Linked DNA regions of Sus scrofa: region 2 is linked to region 1. Evidence: chromatin contacts called from public Hi-C data. All regions are on one chromosome and are shown on one strand. Each heading gives the region's core, a stretch centred on a gene start, on an enhancer-like site or on the middle of the called end of the contact. The rest is flanking DNA. Distances are from core to core; before and after follow the strand shown. Region 1 overlaps DACH1 (dachshund homolog 1). Region 2 holds the start of DACH1 (dachshund homolog 1).

Evidence for each region. Hi-C and Micro-C count contacts between places; a contact is called where the count stands out from the background.
Region 2: a Hi-C map of fetal liver shows a contact between it and region 1, with 1.9 times the contacts expected there. The contact joins the promoter of DACH1 here to the enhancer-like site in region 1. A contact is called at or near these places in 1 of 5 promoter capture datasets (fetal liver), 3 of 47 Hi-C or Micro-C datasets (alveolar macrophages, fetal heart ventricle and fetal liver) and 1 of 2 datasets of contacts at active chromatin or transcription factors (skeletal muscle).

What each region holds. Positions count from the first base shown.
Region 1 is chr11:44,066,927-44,073,692 of Sscrofa11.1, reverse strand. The region is part of intron 1 of DACH1 (dachshund homolog 1); the gene reads left to right. Among named protein-coding and RNA genes, the nearest start is that of DACH1, 120 kb to the left of the region's middle. Within about 2 kb of position 2,827, at least 5 of the 83 cell types and tissues checked have an H3K27ac peak or open chromatin away from gene starts, as enhancers often do. A contact at or near this core is called in fetal liver, where this site is marked.
Region 2 is chr11:44,185,873-44,193,034 of Sscrofa11.1, reverse strand. It overlaps DACH1 (dachshund homolog 1), which reads left to right and starts at 5,269. Exons shown (of 11, transcript XM_001924267.6): 1 at 5,269-6,257. The coding sequence starts at 5,413. LOC106505309 (a long non-coding RNA gene) reads right to left here and starts at 6,648. Exons shown (of 3, transcript XR_002336559.1): 1 at 6,450-6,648.

The DNA of each region.
Region 1 (6,766 bases), core at 1,578-4,077:
GACAGTGATATTAAAGTTGCTTGTATTACTTTTGTGTGATTGGTACATGTAGCCACGACTGTTTCTTCTATAGTAGGTAAGAACTCTTGACAGCTTGCTCCTTGGTGGGTCTTGCTAAGCATGGGTAGCTGATTACAATGACTTTGATTTTCAAAAGGGGATATGGAATAATCCGAAAAAGAATAAACTCTCACAGATAATTTAGAATTGATTATATTTCACATGCTCCAAATGTGAAAAGTTTTAAAGCTCTCTTCTCACTTGCAGAGGGAGGAAGGCAGCCTAGTAGTAAAATATCCAATACAATTTTCTCTAAACTGATGCTAGAACAATGTCAGCAATCTATGAATGTTTCTGTTGTTTCAGATTTGGGGTGTACTTTGTTCTTTTAATATCTGGATAAAATGATAAAGACAGACCTTTTAAAAACTTGCATACTTATTGCTTTAAGCTATTACATCTTCTAGCAGATGTTGAAATAAAGATTAGCCATTTTTTGCATGTGGCGGTGCACGAACCTTTTAAGGGATCTATGAATTATTGCTTTGGTTCAGCATGAGTGCAGTAAGAAGAAATGTACCTCATCTGTAATACACTGTGTAGACTAATATCAGCTCCTTTTTTCTTATATTGCAGCGAGATATTGATCTGGTAAAATGGTACCATATTGGAGCTGTCTGTTGTGGTATTCATCATGCTGTCACATCCCGAGTGCCTTGGAGTTATTGGAAAGTGGAATTGAGAGAGTTCTGTCATTTGGTGTGACAATCCATTCACAGGACAGTCACCACAATATTTGCAGTGGTTTGCTTATTTTTCTAGCTGGGCTAGCTTCACCTTTGTAACAAGGCCTTTCTATTGTCCTATGCATAGTGGTATTAATAGGTCAGGTTTAACTGTTCTCTGGCTTGTCTTCCTGGTAAAACATGGTTCTTTTCTAGTCACTGCTCACACCTGCTGCCTGTCTCCATGCTGATGCATTGGGCTCATTCCTACGGGACCAGTATCTGACTGTAGCTTCCAGGCCCTTAGGCTTTTATCTGATGGTGATGAGAAGGTAAAAGATGAACTTTTATAGGTAGAAAGCTTTTTGTTTCTTCCCACACTAAAGTATCAGTTAATGCTAAAAGAGCTTTCAAAAATATAAAAAGATACTGTCAATCTTCAATGACTAGATTAAACAGTTTGAATGGATTATTTTTGTTTTGGATTCTTGCCGGCAACCTGATGATTTTAGTAGAATGTCATGTTTTCTAAAAAAAGCAACAATGAAAGATTTTGTTTGGGGAAATAATTATTATCTACTAAAGAGTGTTAATACAAAATGTATAAAGTGTTGATCATCTTTAGAAAGAGAAGTTCCTAAAATTCTCAGGCATAGAAATTTCAGCTGTAGCTAAGTGACTGAGCAAGAAAAAAAAAGGGAGACAGTTTCCCAGTTTGTAGGGGCTTAAATGTAATTTAAAAAGTTGAATAATGTCAGAGGAGGTGACTATTTTGATAGACATTAATGTAAAAATTATGGCTGCTGGAAACCAAGACTATGGTACTTTGGAAAAAGTATACTTTAAAATTGGCAGTTGAATAGAACTAAATATGCGAATATATTATATGTTTAACATATGATTGTGTGCTATTGTTAATACGCATTCACAATGAGCACTGTGATAGTTCAGAAGGAACCTTTAGAGCACTTATGAGCTATGAAGTGAATTGATATTCAGAGTTATTCATGTTTTCTATGTTATTCTTCAAAATGTCCACTTATTTGCCATTTTGCTTTAGGAAGAGTAAAACCTCCAAGAAGATGATAGCATTTCAGTGACTCATCTATTCTTTCCCTACCCAGTATTTTGATTTATATCATATTTCTTATAAAGGAAATGCTAAAAGAATCACAAAAGCAAGAATGAGATTTTTCAAATCACAATTAACAATGCTGTAAATTTGAGGTTGCGTAATGGTAGAATTCACTTCTAAAGTCTTTAAATAGAAAAAGTAAGAAGACAGTATCAAAAGTTGATCACAGTGACTGTGTAAGTTTTGAGTAGAAATACTGATTTTTCATCTCAGTGATATATTTGGCTTAGTTTGCCTTATTGCCCAATATGAAATGAGGTGTGCTATTGTAATGGGTGAGAAACCATAAAATTTCATATTCTGTTGTTGACCTATAATCTGTTGTTACAAGATTATATTAGTGTTTGTCTTCTTTCCCATTGACTCTGCTGCTGTACATTTTTGAGGACACATTTTTTTTCAAGACGATTTATATACACTGCACCTAACATCAGGACACGCTAGAGGTGTCAGTTTATTTATTTCAAGTGAATCAACATGTTAAATTATTACCATTTGGTCACAATTATAAGGTACCATCATAAAATAATTTTTGTATCGTATGGAGGATTTAGGTCAACAAGCTCTTCCCTTATTAAAAAGGGCAGAATAGTAATGCTTTTGGCAAAGCCATTACTGTGCTCGCTGTGTTCACTAGAATGGACAGAAATAGAACATCACTGTCCTCTGTAAACAGTTTCAATTTGATCTGTGTACATGATAAAAATCTTGGCTTCTCAATGCATTTAGGTGCTGTCATAGCTGTTGTTGCCAAATAAGAATGCAGTGTGATGTTATTATAGTAAACAGCACTTAAGCACAGCTGGCAGAATTGATCAGGGCCACATTAGAGTGAACTTCAACAGATGACTGACGCAGCAGAAACAATAACTGAATATGCAAACAGTTCTTGCAGTGAATGCTCTGGGGATCAGGCACCATTATTTTTGACTTTGAACAGGGAAAAGGGGCAGATTTGTAACCTCCTTCCATACAGAAGGGTTCTGGGTATTATGTAAACATCTGACGGCCATTTATAATGCTGGTTCAGTTACAATGCAAGACTGTAGCTTCCCCTGACTATTTACATTCCATTAATTATTAAAGGAGAAAAACATAAACATCAGATAACTTTGTTTAATGTTTCACATAGGTTTTTTTTTTTTTTGGAGCCCTCTTTTTTCAATTAATGTTAGTCATCAAGAATTGCTGGTTTAACTTGGACAGCAATGTGTGTGTGTGTTACATGGATGATTCCCACCCCTTCCCCTAATTCTTGCAAGAGGTCATGATGGGAACTACATATTGTTGTTTTATGATTGTAGTGATTGAATTCTTAAGAGTAAATAATGCAGAAATAGCGGATAACATTTATTCATGATATTTCTCTTATTCTTGGTTTTCAGGTCAGTTTACATTCTGCTAATTATTAAAAATATGAAAAAGCCACTCAAATAATAGTGAGAACAATTAAATTCAAATAATAGTGAGAATAATTAAATTAAACAGCACTTTTATTTCCCACTTCCGCATTGAATTATTGAATTCTAAATAAACAGTTTGCATTTTAAAGCAAAATTAAACCATTATTTCTTTATAACGCACACCACTTAAGACACACGCTAAATAAAATTGTACATTAAAGTGTTATTAAGTAGTCCATTTCCTTGCAATGCTATCTTTTCCCATATATTTTGTTGGGTCATTAATTTCTCTTTCATTTATTCATCCATTCATATAAATGGATGCATTTATTAATTAGAGAAACATAGGTGTGGCATTGCAGCAATGTAAGGTACAGTTCCTTAGCCCAAGGATTAAGACGGCAATCAAAAATAAATAATTATTACATGGTGGGGTTAATGGTTGCTATTGGCATGCAGAGACATGGTATCTCAAGAAGTTCCAGAATGTCGGGGAAAGCTTCCTGGAGGAGGTAGACTCTAAGAATGAATCAGAAGTAGGAATGAGAGGAAGGAGTGGAGTGTTGCAGGAAGGGGAAGAGCATAAAATGAAAGCAGGGATGAAAGGGAATATGACATAGTCATGAATTCTGTATAATATTCATGCTCAACAGAGTCTAACACATAGTAGTTATTTCCATTAATAGTTGTTTGCAAGCATAAACCTTTGAGTTAGGGAAAGCTGTTTATTTATGTCTTCAAGTTGGCTATATTCATCAGTGCTGGACACCTTCCTTTCTCCATTTATCTATCCCTTGCTCTCTGTGAATTTTCTCACTCTCCTCAGGAATAGGTCTAATGAATTCACATTTAGAAGAATAATTTTGTATTGTGGAAGGCCAGGAGCAGCTCTCTAATGTGCAAGACTCAGCGCAAAATGAAAATATTGGGCCCCTATTCAAAGATTAGTAAGAATTTCAAGATGGCAGCAGCGCACATTAAGCTAAGCCCTAGATCCTTCTGAATATGGGTTCCTGTGGATAGCATGTGGCTTGAAAAGCCATGTAGTCTCAAAATCCTCAGCTTCCCACTTGTTTGCTTCTTACCTCCCACTCTCATGGTGCTTGTTTTGTATAGTGCACTATAATGATGGGGGTGGTGCTGTTGTGAGCCTTAGTGATAAGGCCCCTAGTCGGGTTCAGAGAACAGTAAAAATGACTTACACTTTCCCCGTGTTGTTCCTTTCAACAATATTTATATTTTATCAGTGTGATATGTTTCACATCTGAGTAGTGATTTAATTGTGCATTTAAAAGACATTCTTGGAATGCTCTCATGTGAAAGAAAGACACAAGAAAAAAAAACTGTGGTAATAATAGCTACAATAATAATAGTTCATATTTATTGAGAGCTTACTGTATGAGGTACTGTGCAAGGTGCTGGCATTTGCAGAATTTTCCATCACTCATTTGGAGTGTTCACCACAGCTGTTATCTGACATGTTCAACTTTCTCTTAACAAACTGAAGTAAAAATCTAAAATGTGTTCTAAAATTATTCATTCAAGAGAAAATAGTCATTGTACATTTTTAGGTAAATTGAAATCTCAATATTTTGCTTGGTATGTAGGTGTTTGGATTTTGGATTGGTGAACAGGAAAAAATAAGAAAAGTTTCAAGTAATGAGGTATCTAGTTTGTGTAATTTTCACATTTCAGGTAAAATAAAGATGAATTAGTGAAATGTAATGATGCTGTGAAAAATTGCACATTGCTGAGGAGACTGTCTTGCATATTTTTAAAGTGTTTGCATTATTATGCATACTAATAAAAAAGCACTGGTCTTTGAAACTATGGGAAGCACGTTTCTGATCAGTTTGCACCGGGCAGAGACATCCAGGATCTGAGAGCGGGGGCTGCTGTAGCAGTAGATTGAGAGGATCTTTATCCACTTATCTCTATCCAATGATGCTTCCACATTGATCCTAACGGTAGAGTATGAAAGGGTTGACCTGACTGGAAGCTTCACCAGAAACATCATCCTGGTAGGGCAAGCAGCCCTTCCTCCTTATCTCCCCTAAGTAGATTTCCCCGTTTATAACTAAGAGGCTAAACTTCTCTTTCTTCATCTGTAAATGATCCCCAAGTGCTTTTTCCTCTAAAAATTCTTTTAGCTGCTACATACAGTGATCAACTTTTGGGCTTTAGCATATGGTCTCAAGGTTGTACTTCATGCTACTTTCTTCGTCTTGGCAAAGACATTGCTGTCTTGCTTTAGCGCACTTTGTTTTTCTACCTCGATATATTTTTTTTTTTCCTTTTTTGCTCCTTAGGGCTGCACCTGTGGCATATGGAGGTTCCCAGGCTAGGGGTCAAATCAGAGCTGTAGCTGCCGGCCTACACCTCAGCCACAGCAGCGCCAGATCCAAGCCACATCTGTGACCTACACCACAGCTCACGGCAATGCTGGATCCTTAACCCACTGAGCAAAGCCAGGGGTCGAACCTGCGTCCTCATGGATGCTAGTTAGATTTGTTAATCACTGAGCCACGATGGGAACTCCTACCTTGATATTGTTTTATGGCTTTTTTTTTTGAGATTTCATCCACTGAATATGTTTCACTCATTAATCTGTACCAATGGGTGTGTGAAGCCTAGTCAGTGATAAATTTGAAGTTTAATTTGGACAGCAAAGTTATCTGAAATTTATTTAATCTTTTTGTGCTCGAGCTGTTCCCCAATGTTCTCCCTATTGCTTTTTGCTTCTCCCCAGAATGGCTGTTTACTAGGCAGGGTTATCCTTAGACTGGGTGAGCCTTTTATAAAACCAAGAATGTGGGAGTTGACCAGGGTGGTCCTGAAATTCTTACGTGAAATACTCCTGGCTTCATTCTGAGAAAGTTGCTCTAGTGCCATACAAGGGTCCACTAGGACATAATTCAGTTCGAATCCTTAGGGAAATGAGGCTTTGAAGGTAGAACTCAAATGTCCTGCTTCCTCTCATGGACCCAGGAGAGACACTCTTAAGGTAAATACAGCTCCTGAATTTATCTAAACCAAACATATAGTGAAGATTGTCCTAGATTCCCCTAGGGCATCCCCATGTGCCGAACAGCTTGGGCATAAGCACTTTTTTGGCAGGCAAGCTTGATTGTAATAATATTTATTTATTAATCCTACACAGTGTGCTGACTAAAATCACACAATTTAGTTTTGTACCTCATTGCTGTACATATTTTGAAGTGTAGGCAATGTTTTCCTATAAAAGCTATTTACTGAATAAAACATTTTTATCATATAGCTATTCATATATACAAATATATAAATATAACAGATAAATAGATAAATGCAAAAATAGTGTTTACATTTACATATATAACTTCTCGATGCATGTGTGCTGCTAGAGAAATGTGTACTTCAAAAAGCTGAATCTTTTGGGGAGGAAGTATTTACTGCACATTATTTACAGTAGATCTTAAAATGTACTTAAGTAAGTCAATTGACTATAAATTGACATAGTTTTAGTT
Region 2 (7,162 bases), core at 4,020-6,519, 120 kb before region 1:
AAGTTATAGCGTTTTCACCTTCAGCTCCCCACCTTCTGTCCTTTGGGTAATTTATCACCAAGCTCTCTGCACCTGGTTTGAGAATGCATCCGTGAGATAAAAGTCCTATTCCTGGTTCTTAAGGAAAGGCAGGGAATTTGAAAAGAGAGGGAGGCTATGGAAATGAGAGATGCAAAGTTAGGAGTTGGAACCCTGAGTGGGGGGGAGCAGAGACAGAAAGTATAAAAGAAGAGAAATCTTTGTTGAAGGCAGTCAGGGTTTATCCGCTGATCTGATTGGTGAGGCCCTGTGTCTGAGTTAAAAAGACTTGAGAGAGTTACTTGGCATAATTTCTTCATCTTCAATGATTTACTACTGAAGTGCAAACATCAATTTTGGACTCTCTCCTGAGAAACGTTTAACAAAGTCACTCAACTACTGGTACCCTGATATCTTTTTAGGCTTACCAAACTTGGCCAGCTCTTTCTTCAACCTCTGCCGGAAGTGTCTCAGTCTTTCTTTTTTTTTTTTTTTTTTTTTTTTTCCTATTAAGGAAACAAGTCCATTAGTAAACATGCAGATGTAAAAACGATCTTCCTCTTTACTTCTCCGTTGTGATATATCTTAGAATTGTTCAGAAGTGCACCCCATTGTTAAAGCTATTTGTGCCGGGTGTGCTAATGCACTCTTTGATTGAGTGAATTAGCAGTCATAACAATCTGGCAGTCTGGCCATAGAAGTGTGCTCAAATTGATTTGTGTTATGGCTGGACTGGAAAATCTAGTGTTAGTTGTTTTTTGCCCTGGGGCATTGTTTGTACCAAACTCCACTTTTCATTTAATTTTCCAATACATTTTGAAAGATTGAAATGCTTGTGATCAACATTTGATCCACTTGCATTATTTAAAAAAAAAAATTCTGAAAGTAATTTCAGATTCCAAAAAACCTTGCTTTCAATTAGAGTAAACATAATTAGAGTGACGTCGTGCTCGGAATGGTAAGTATCCCTTTGAATCTATTAGGCATGTTATCTCCTTGTCCTGTCACTGAAAAGAATTCAGAATATATCTGAAGTATACATCTGTATTTTTCCGTGCATGCTTCTAATAGAACTCGGGGACAGGTTAAATTAAAAGGATAAAATTGCAAGGAACCTCTTCTTGTTGCCCTTTCTGCATATCCCCCCAATTGTTTCTGTTTCATTTAGTGATGGTATAAAAAGAGGATACTCAAAGCTTTCAGGAAATTTTGAGATATTCAAGAAACCTTCAGATAGGATTGCCTTTAAGTTAATCATTTAGTTTTTTTAAAATATTCTATGAAATCTACATTTTCGATCTTAACTATATCCATTGCTATATGGAAACACTAAAGATTTAAAGACATGACTTATCCTGGCTTTGTCAATATTTGTATCTTTCTTACAATCTTCTGCTTCACAGTCATTTACCAGAATTATAATGCAGCATGAATAAACCTTAAAAATGACTATTGATTACAGAGAAAGCTTTGTGAAATCCTTTAGTCAGTTTCCCCACTTGAGAAATCAGTGAATAAAATAGGTCAATAGATAAGGATGGATGGATGTAATACAGTGCTCTGCCTCCCTGGGTTATAAAAAGGGTCAAAAATGAATCCCCATAGAATTCATGTTTTTAAACTCATAAAATAAAACGATACTTACCAACTCCCAATTCTAAGTCCACCTTTCTACAGATTTATTCTTCTTTTTTAAAACCACAGGTTTTGAAAGTATATTGTTATGTTCCCCTGTTTCCATAGAAGCATTTCCTTGTCACTGCCCCTCTTAACCAAATAGGATGCCCTCATCTTCAGGCTAAAGCGCCTGTTGTCATCCAGGTATTCACCGGGACTTTAGCTGCAACAGCTACTCTGTATTTTCTCACTGTCTCCTGAAACCTTACAGCTCTTCTCAAAACTGCGTTTCATACTGCATTGAACTCTGTCTCCTGTGCCGATTTTTGTTAAGTAATAGATGGTGAGCCCTGAGACCACTCTCTCTATTAGTTCCCATTCACAGGGATATCGTGGGGGCACGGCAGGAGGAGGAAGGGGAAGGGAGGGGCCAGGAGGGGGCAGAGGGAGGGAAGAAAATACCTTCCCTGAACTGGTACAAGCTCAGCTTCAAACGATATCCTAGGAAAGAAATTAAAGACTTCTTAATTAGTGCAGCAATTAAGCTTTCTTGGTAGCATTTTAATCAGCACAGGCCCTATCAAAGGACAAACAGAACGATTTGCAGGTCTTTGAATTTTAAACAGTCTTATTGATTTCAGCACAATACATCTTCACAACACACAGGGAGAATTTTCTAATATCAGTTACAGTACTTTGAGTTTTGCTTATGCAAATTGAGTGCAGGTTGGAGAAGAGGAGCTGGAAGGAGAGGACCTGAAACTACCAGAGATGTAAAACAATAAACAAACAAGACAAAAGCTTTGAAAGCAAATGATGTGATGGAAAGAGTGGGAATTTGAAATCTGTGCTGTTCTTTATCTGCTGTTAAATACTGTTTGCCTTAATCATTGGTAATCTTTCTTGAAAAAAAAAAAAAAGGAGAGAAAAGAAATTTTAAAATTTTCCAGGTTTTTCTTTCCTATAGATTTTAATTTGCATTATATATTTTTTCTAATCCTATTGTTTGATCAAAGAGGTGAGTAGTTTCTAAAAAAAAAAAAAATGTTTAGGGATGTGAGATGGAGGGGGAGGGGGAGGAAGCTCCCATTTAGGTGTGTGTAGGGGGAATGCCCCAAGCCCTGCTTTTGAAAGGAGCAAGTGCTGAAAGGGCAGGCTTCCCTGCAGAAAATTTGGAGTTTGCTTTGAAGCTAGGTGGGATAATGGTTTGGTCTGCTATCATTACTTCCTGTCCCTGGCTTCTGAATGTGGCAGGTATGGGATGAGTGACAGTTAAAGGAAATATGAAGAATGAGAATGCTAAGGGTCGATTTAAGACATTGAATCCCCCCCCTTTTTTTTTCATTTGTGGGTAGAATTTATGAAGAAGTTAGTTTAACATTTTTAAAACCACAGCAGAGTTTATTAAAGTTCTACATGCAATTCGAAAATAAAATCAGTTTCTTAGGGCTTAATATCTTCTCCTCACCTCCACTCTTTAACATAGCAGGTTGACATTTTTTAAAAAAGGCGATATCGTCCAATACAGACATAAACATTTAAAGAAGTGTTCTGATGTATGTGATGTATATCCAGTCCTTATTTTTAACTGAAGTCAGATAAGAGGAGTGAAAATGAATATACATTATTTCTGGATATGTTAAAATACATTGGCTAACTAGGTAAAACAGCTGCATAAACTTTAGCTATCTTTGCAGAAGTTAATCTACTTTTTGGTAACAATCAATTTTCTGAGTTCTTCTGACCCAGGAAAGCTTCCTGATATAACTTCTATGCCCCCAAAAGTTTAGTATAAACTTAGACAAATTAGTCAATAGTGCCATATTTCTCTATAAATACTTCCTGCAACTTTTGGCACTCAACTTCAAAAAGGTTAAAGGATAAAAATGATAAAAAGAAATGTGAGAATAATTTCAACACTACACTGTGATCCTGGTCCTAATAATTTATTTTTAAAATCTGTCAAATGCTAAAGCATTGTTTCTATCTTGTGGAGTTGATGAATATGTGCAGACAGGTTTAAAGCCCAATTATTTAAGAATCCTAGAGATACAAACAGAGAACAGACTTGACCTATGGTCAAAAATCCTTGAATAAATAGTACCTTCATGCAACAAGTTAGAAAGGGGAAGAAAAGGAGAGAGAAAGGCAAAGAGGAAGAGAGTGAGTCTCAACCCAGCTTCATGAGGTTTTTAAGCATAGCTATCCGTTCTGCCTTTACAAGTGAACTAGTGAGCTTTGTTTGTGTTCTTTTCATTATTTACAAAACATATTTTTTACTGACAAACTGAGAAGGACCTTCCCAGAATACACTGTTACTTTTCAAATACAATATATACATCTATGTATTGTTATTCACATATCACATTAGCAACTAGCCTTGGGTCTTAAAGGACTTGAGGATTGTTGGTGTCTGTGCAAGACAGGTGAATTAGTTATGGAGTTAGGGAAGAAAAAATTAGGATGTTCTTTTTTCCCCTCCCCACTTTCTAAACCTTCGAGGGTGCCTGATCTCGAATTCTCCCAGTATAATAGACATTTCTGACCTGGCTTTGGGGCAAAAATGAAGTTATTCCGAATCATCCACATCATGGCAAGCATTTCTTTCTTTCCACAATTAGGAAATAAGGAATTGAATAGAGAGCACTCCATTATTCTTAAGCGATTTCAGACTGACTTTTCCCCCACAACTTGAAAACTCTCCTGGCGTTTTCACTATCTTTAAATAAATAATTGAATCGACAGAGAAAATAACCAGACGCATGAAACATACGCTTTGCTTCCATATGGATTTTCCTCAAAATAATTTCTTACTAATCATGAAGTGAGAGTATGTCTTTTCATTTATATCTCATTGCAAAAGCGAGCGGAGACACATCCTAAATCCTTGAAGGAGAGCTCGGAGCGCTCTGGCTCCCTTTAAGTTGGCAGCCGATTGGTTTGAAGGTTTTGGGAAAAAATTACCGGTCTTCGAGGACAAAGTGGAGTATTAAGACCGAGAATCTAGCGGTAGTAGAAGAGAAGATCTCCCTCCGCTTTTCCGATCGCCACTTGCGTGCCCCGGCTTTTCCTCTCCGTCCCTCCCTTAGTTTCTTTCCTTATCCTCCCCCTCCCCTCCTCCTTTTCTTGTTCACTCGCTTTCCCTGGGTCTCGCGCTCTCGGAGTCTCTGCTCCGAGTTCCTGGTTGGATAATTTGGGTTAATACTAGTGAGTGAGGTTTTTGCGGCTTCAAAGGGTATTTCAAGTTTCCGGAGCTCCTCCCCTCTGCACCGTGTGACAACAACAACTCGTCCAGCCGGCAGCCTGCACTTTTCAGCTCATTTTCTCTCTGTCATTCCCCTCTCAATCTTTGATCAATGTACTTGCCAGGGAGAACCCAAGTCCTTCAAACCTCCTCCTTTTCACCTTCATCCTTAACTTTGTGCTAGAGCGGGACCCACACAACAACAGCCGACCCTCCCCGCCCCCGCCCCCACCCCCCCACACCAGCCCCCGATCCCAGCCCCCGGAGAGGACTCGCATTTCGACTTGCGGGACACTTTTGTGCGTTTCTCTCCAGAGCGCCTCTCGCGCTCGCCCCTCCTGCGCTCGCTCTTTCTTACCCTCACCTCCTTTTTCTTCCCTTCTCTCCCCTTCGCCTCCTCGTCCTCTCCCAGAGTTGTTGTTGTTGTTGTCCCCTAGCTCCTTCTCCCCCCCTTTTTCCCCCTTGCCCTCCCCGGGGTGTGTGGCAACTTTTCCCCTCGCTTCTCCTCCTTCTGTTTCCCCTTATATGTGACCATGGCAGTGCCGGCGGCTTTGATCCCTCCGACCCAGCTGGTCCCCCCTCAACCCCCGATCTCCACGTCTGCTTCCTCCTCCGGCACCACCACCTCCCCCTCCTCGGCGACCTCGTCTCCGGCTCCGTCCATCGGGCCCCCGGCGTCCTCAGGGCCAACTCTGTTCCGGCCGGAGCCCATCGCTTCGGCGGCGGCGGCGGCCACAGTCACCTCCACCGGTGGCGGCGGCGGCAGCGGAGGCGGCGGCGGCAGCGCGGGCAACGGAGGCGGCGGCGGCGGCGGTGGCGGCGGCGGCGGCGGCGGTGGCGGCAGCAACTGCAACCCCAGCCTCGCGACCGCGAGCGGCGGCGGCGGCGGCATTAGCGCTGGCGGCGGCGGCGCCTCCAGCACCCCCATCAACGCGAGCACCGGCAGCAGCAGCAGCAGCAGCAGTAGTAGCAGCAGCAGCAGCAGCAGTAGCAGCAGCAGCAGCAGTAGCAGCAGCAGCTGCGGCCCCCTCCCCGGGAAACCCGTGTACTCGACCCCGTCCCCAGTGGAAAACACCCCCCAGAATAATGAGTGCAAAATGGTGGATCTGAGGGGGGCCAAAGTGGCTTCCTTCACAGTGGAGGGCTGCGAGCTGATCTGCCTGCCCCAGGCTTTCGACCTGTTCCTGAAGCACTTGGTGGGGGGCTTGCACACGGTCTACACCAAGCTGAAGCGGCTGGAGATCACGCCGGTGGTGTGCAATGTGGAACAGGTTCGCATCTTGAGGGGACTGGGCGCCATCCAGCCCGGAGTGAACCGCTGCAAACTCATCTCCAGGAAGGACTTCGAGACCCTCTACAATGACTGCACCAACGCAAGGTAAAGTGCGGGGGGCAGCCTCCGCCGCCCGAGGTCCCTTCCCACCCGCCTCCTCGCCCTTTCCTCGCTCCCTTCCCCGCGCCGCTCGCTCCGCGCGCCCGCGAGCCGCGCGCCCCGGCGAGCGCGGCCCTCTCGTCCCTTTCCTCGGGGCTCTGCGGCCGCTCCCGACCCTCAGAGAAGTTGGCACCTCACCCTGCCCAGATCTCGCTCTTCCGGCCGGGTCCGCCCCTTGCTCTCCAGGGCGCCGGGGCTCGAGTGCTGTGGCACGCGGAAACCCCAAGCTTCGGGGCCGAGGGAGCGGGAAGGAGGAGGATGATGCCTTTCCAGGGGCCACCGCGCCCTTCCTGGGCCACGCTGGCGTCTGGGGACACTTCTCCGCGCGGCTGCCCATGTACGCTCCCTGGGACCAGGGTTTCACCGAGGGGCACCCGCGGGGCTGCTCCGAGGCTCCAGGCGGCGTCCCGGGGGCGGAGGGAGGTCGTGACCCTTCTCGGTAGGGTTCGGGGAGCGGGAAGATGCCCTCCCGATGGGGGCCCCGCGAGGTAGCTTAGGGAATGGGTTGCTTGGAGGTCGGGAAGGGGACGGCCCCAGAGGCCGGGAAGCCGGGGCTATCCCAAGGGACCCGCTCGGAGTTCAGCCTCAAAGCCCCAAGGGCCAGCCCGCGGAGGGGAGGGGTCTGTGTGTGCGCGCATTTGTGCGTGTGTCCGCGTGTGAGTCTGTGCGTGTGCAAAGAAGATAAGGGGATACGTTTGCCCCGGGGCAGACGCGAGGGGACTCGCAGGGTTCCCTCTATAGGGGGAGGTGAGCGGGTGACTGAGCCTCTTGGAAGCTGAACTGGAGAGATGGGAAAGGAAGACCACATCTCGCTCTCTAGCTCTCTCTCCAAACTGTTCTTTCTTGTCTTT